Regions from separate parts of the Anser cygnoides genome. Here region 1 is linked to region 2. A link is a contact called in public Hi-C data. All regions are on one chromosome and are shown on one strand. The core of a region is the stretch at or near the end of the contact, and the rest is flanking DNA. Distances in the headings are between cores, read along the strand shown.

Region 1 (2,700 bases), core at 112-2,611, 92 kb before region 2:
TTTATCTTCACCACTTGCCTCTAGCCAGGTTCACTTTTTGATTATGTTTTGCCCTCCACTGCAGCGAAAGGTTTTAAATTAACACCTAATAAACTGAAATGGTGAAGGAAAGCATAATGGATTTTCTTTCTTTACAGAATCTTAGCTAAATTACAGTAAAGTTTTGACCTTGTACTTAGGGTAGTACTGTAATGAAATGGGTGGACACACGCATGATTTTAGCACACAGCTGTTTTAAATATATTTTGAGCCTCAATGTGACATTGTGGGGTGCTGACTAGCTTGTAAAATACTGGATTACCTGAATCAGCACTCATTGGCAAATTCAGAACCAGAGACCTGATCCTTAAAGACACTGTTTTGCTGATGAGAATGTGTTTTATTTTTTAAACTGACAAAACTTTTCTTGTATCAAAGAATGCATTTTATCTCAGAAGATGTATTAGGTCAGTGATTTGGGCTCATGAGAGACTGAAATAGTAACATGTTTAACTAAAATAATACAAACCTGAAAAAGCTTGGTATGGAGTAAAAAACAACCAGCTGGAACCCAGCCACACCTAGAAAAAAGACCACCCTAGCTCTAAGGGCTTAATTCCTTTTTTTTTTTTTTTTTTTTTCTGTAGGAAAAACTGTCATTCTGCTCTGCCATGCCTGCAGAGAAAAAAGGAGGTGATTCTGGCTGACTTACAGTATTGTTGCTGAACATAGGAGAACATCATTTGAACCTTTTACTACTCAGATGCCAGCAAAGCACTGCAATACCATTAAGCCATATGAATGGTAAGTCAGTAAGACTTCAGGGATTTTTCCTCTTCCTGTACTAGTTTCATGCTGTATCTCTGCCTTCTTAAGATCACGCTGCCCTGTGCTGTAGTGAGCCTGCTGCCCTTCCTAATCTTCTGCAGTCACCTGCCATGACAAACATTCAGCCACTCGTTGTACCACCTCGTGTGTTAATATAGTCAATAGTGGTTAACCTGGCAGTGACATTTCCAGACCAGCTCCCTTTGATGCTGCTGATATCGCTGCCCGACCTGAGCAACAACTGGGCACTGTATACACACACCCAGTGCCAGCCACTTGAGGGTACCCCGCAGCCGAAACTCGCAGACCCTGGTGGAAGTGCTGAAGCACCTGGTGCTGCCTGCACAACTGCCTATGCAGCACAAGGCAGAAGTGGAGCGAGGAGGCATCAGGTGTCTTCCAAAAGCCTGGACCCCTTCACCCTCCTCTTTGCCTCTTTCCCAAACCCACCCACCCAGAACTGAAGGCCTGCTCCCCTCGGTCACTCTCTTGGACACCCCAAGGAGATCTCAGCTGCCCCTGGACTCCTCATGCTGGGTCAGTGCTTGCGCACCCCCCTGCGAGCTCCCCGAGGCAATGCTGGCAACCAAGCAGGACACAAGTCCTTGCCCCTAGCCTGGCATTCAATCTCTTCTGCTCCTTTTGTAAGATCAAAGTAAGAACACGTAAAATTACGGCAAGGGCATCAGCTACAAGACTTTGTCCTGTCACCTGAGTGAATAAGGGCTTCCCTCCCTCTAGCCGCAAATCACAGCTTCATTTGTTGCACGCTGTTAGAGAGTAACTACGATTGATTCCTGCAATTGCTCCATATCAGAGGTGGGTAAGTGAATGTTTACCAAATACTGGTACTTTGGAGTTTGCACAATATTATTAGATAGATCAGCATAATAAACCACTTAGGGATCCTTTGATCTAAAGGCTGTGCATGTATTTCAGACCTGAAATGTCCATGGTACCAGAATATTTGCTTGTAAGCACAATTCCAGAGTGCCATGCACGGAGCATTCTTTCTGGCCTTCCCTTCAGCTTTGCCAGGTCAGGCTTGTTAGAATGCAGCGTAACCTGCCCTTGCCTCGCACATTGCCACACTCTCTTAGTGATGAAAAAGCCCACAAACTTCTTGCTTTAATAAAAGATTAGCTTTTTAGGAAAGCCGCATTCCTAGCAACACCATGTACAGTGCATACCTTCAAGGATTTTTAATGTTTTTGCTTTGAGGTGATCATGCTTGGGGAGGTTCAGGTTGGAAATGAGGAGACATTTCTTCTCAGAAAGAGCAGTCAGGCATTGGAATGGGTTGCCCAGGGAGGTGGTGGCATCACTGTCCCTGGGGGTGTTCAAGGAAAGGTTGGATGTGGTGCTTAGGGACATGGTTTAGTGGGTGACGTTGGTGGTAGGGGGATGGTTGGACCAGATGATCTTGGAGGTCTTTTCCAACCTTAATGATTCTAGGATTCTATGAGTCTATGATTGCCCTGAAAGAGGAACTTCCATATAGTCTATGCTATTATACATCACCAGGCATATTGCCTTTGAACCAGACTGGACCTGCTGTTACCAGAAAAATATAATTGTACTAACTGGATAGTTAGTTCCCAGAATAGTTATTTTATAGTTAAGGACAATACTCAGGCTGTAGCCTTTCAAATCTCTGAATTTATTGTAACTAAACCTCTTGGCAGCATTCAGAAAAAAAATAAAAACTGGAGAATGCTACCTTAATGAGTTCTTACTAGCAATACAAATATTTGGGCTTCTGGACAAAAGACGATTATAGGTTAAATGATATTTGGATAGCATCATGTGGCTGATTAAAAATGGAATAAACTGCTAATGCAGTGAAGAATGCATCTGTTTACGGGCATGAATCAACTTCTAAAACAGGAGGAG
Region 2 (2,705 bases), core at 182-2,681:
TTTACTTAGTTTCACGTGATTTTGCTCTGGAGCTGCCTGTTCTTGTGCTTTCACTCTCTCTCTCCTGCATCCATGTTATTCTTATAGCTGCTGAAAGATTCGGGGACCGCAGGCTTCTCTTTCTGCATGGCCTGTCAAGTCACACGCAAATTAACTGCATACAGCACCATATAAATGATAAAAGGCAAGAGCTTAAAACAGTGTATCATAGTGTAATTTCCAATGTATGTCCCCACTGCTCACAGTCCTGGTCCAAAGGTCGCTGATACTGGTGGGAGGCTCTCCACGAGTTCTTATAAGGTTTGCGCTATTCCTTGTGTGAGGAAATAAAGCCATCTCACATGGAAAAAGTTCATGGTTCTTTCCCAGTCCATAGCTGGCACCAGGCAGAAAAGCATGTTTTAATAAGGTGTAAAACAGTACTGCTGTGATAAGTAAACTAACTCTGATCGTGATCTTGCAGGGAAAGTTCCTTTCTTACTTTGTTTATCCTGATTTTACCTAATCAGAGTGAATTTGGCACTGGTGGAAAACAAAGGTGTTCCTGGAGAAACACTTAACAATATAACAGGCACAGCACTTCTGTGCCACGTATTTCTGACCTCCCTTGGATGGATCTCTTTGGTGTCTAGGATAACAGCCAAGTCTCTGTGGCTCACTCACCAAGAGCTCTACTGCTGAGGCAAGCTTAACTAATGCTAGTCACTGGGGCTTCTCTGCTAGGAACTGACTCCTGACCACAAACTTAATTCAAGATCAGCAATCAGATGGTTATTAAATTTCAACAGGCTTGCAATTGTTACAGCTCACAGGCTGGACTGCAGCATCAAGAAGAGATTTTTCCAATGGTTTTATTTCCTGAGGGTACTGCATTGGGTTGGAAAAAGTCACCTATCCCAACTTCTTTAGCTGCAGTCAGGGAGACAGCTAGATGAGACGAGACTGATGCAAACAGCCTTCTTTACTCCACTCAGAAATGCTAAATCTGAACCTTCCTAGCAGCACACCTGCATTTTGCTCTTTTGCTAGTTCAACATTACCCTCTTTCCTGATACTTCCATCTGATATCTGCCATCACTGCAGGTGGGAACTATGGCACATGCATCACAAACTCTGCATTTAACGTTGCATCACAGGAAACGTTGCATCACAGGCACAAAAACATCAGGGCAATAACCTGAGCTAACATTTGCTGTTACTCTCTGCATTATTTACCAAAACAGGCAAGAGAAAAAGGACTTCGAGTAATGAAGTTCTGTTCAGCAGATACAGTAAATACACAAATCACCATGGCATTAATTTGAAACGGTGACTTTAGAGAAGCCACTCTGCAACCGCTTCATACAGATTCGGCACATTTGCAGGATTACCAGCAAGAAAGGTACATCATGACTTTAGTCAATCCTTTCCTCTGTTAAGCTGAATTTGTCTCCTGGTCCCTTGCCTAGTACAGATGGGCTGCAGTAGTGGGATGCCTCCTGCTCGGTGTGAGCTGAGCACGCAGCCGCACTGCTCGCTCTGGGCCAAGGAATCTCACACCCAAGGTCCCTGTCCAGCCTTTGTGCTCTGCCTGGGTTGTGCTGCCTGCCACAGACTGCTCCACAATGTACCTGCTTTCACCTGGCTCCTTTCAAGCCCTCTGAGATGCCCGTTTCACCCTCTTTCCTCTCGCACCATACTAACAATTGTAATGAGTAAGCAACAAAAAATCATTAACATCAACAAATCATTGACCCTATAGGGAATTTCAGGTATTTCAACACAATCCAGCGGGACCTCCACGTGCCCATTTCCAACAAAACAGAACCTTTACACATTAGGAACCACTATTCTGGTGCTTTTGAACAAACCTTTCCCTGACACCAAGATTTCTGCTTTAGATCTTCATCTGGGCTGACTGCTCTATCTCACGTTCCTTGTATTAGCTGTACACCCAGTGGTTGGCTTAACAGGCTGGCAAAGATTCCTAAGACTGACTTAGCTCAATCAGTTCAGGGATGCAGTATGCGAGTGCGTTTGTTCTCCATTTGTTGTGCCTGTTGATCTCATTACTTGGGTTAGATTTAAACAACCCTGTTCTGCAAAGCCAGATACTTTCACTTGTACCACAACACCCAAATTCCATGTACATATTCAATAAAGTTAATAACATATTTCCATAATGTACTCTATGAATACCTGCAAAGATAATGAGCTGTTGTTACATCTTTGTGAGCTGAAGTTTACAGCAGCAATGAATTAACTCTTTTGATCAAGCAAAAAGAGCAAGTGAGTAATATATATTATTCTCCCTCCTGCTCTATTAAAAAATTGAGTCAGTCTGTTGCTTGAGGAACATGCCAAATAAACAGAGAGCATAATGATGTGGTGTGGGATGAGCAGAACTAAAGAAAATCATGATTTAAATGCTTTTAGAGCCAAACACCCTGAGCAAGAAGGATGTGCCATGGAAGACACACCTCAGTTCCCATGCTAGCTCTGAATTTCCTTTGTCTCCTTTACCTCCCTTTGTCTCCGAGGAGGGTCTCAGCCACAACAAAGAGCAGATCGTCATGTGGTGCTGACACAGCAGAGCATTTTGAAATCAACCTGCTCATCAGAGCAGTATAATTCCAGTTGTCCAGAGCTTGGCATTAAGTATCTTAGCATGCTTCTCCTGCTGGGTTAATTAAAAACTATCCAAAATGGCTGGTGCTTCAGAGGTA

Evidence for each region. A called contact is a pair of places that touch in the nucleus more often than the background predicts.
Region 1: a Hi-C map of liver shows a contact between it and region 2, with 5 times the contacts expected there. The contact joins two enhancer-like sites. A contact is called at or near these places in 2 of 7 Hi-C or Micro-C datasets (both in liver).

Annotation. Positions count from the first base shown.
Region 1 is chr1:95,985,137-95,987,836 of Taihu_goose_T2T_genome, reverse strand. All of the region lies in intron 15 of LOC136789688 (a long non-coding RNA gene), which reads right to left. Among named protein-coding and RNA genes, the nearest start is that of DPT, 59 kb to the right of the region's middle. Within about 2 kb of position 1,361, at least 1 of the 3 cell types and tissues checked has open chromatin away from gene starts, as enhancers often do. A contact at or near this core is called in liver, where this site is marked.
Region 2 is chr1:95,892,932-95,895,636 of Taihu_goose_T2T_genome, reverse strand. The region is part of intron 11 of LOC136789688 (a long non-coding RNA gene); the gene reads right to left. Among named protein-coding and RNA genes, the nearest start is that of DPT, 33 kb to the left of the region's middle. Within about 2 kb of position 1,431, at least 2 of the 3 cell types and tissues checked have open chromatin away from gene starts, as enhancers often do. A contact at or near this core is called in liver, where this site is marked.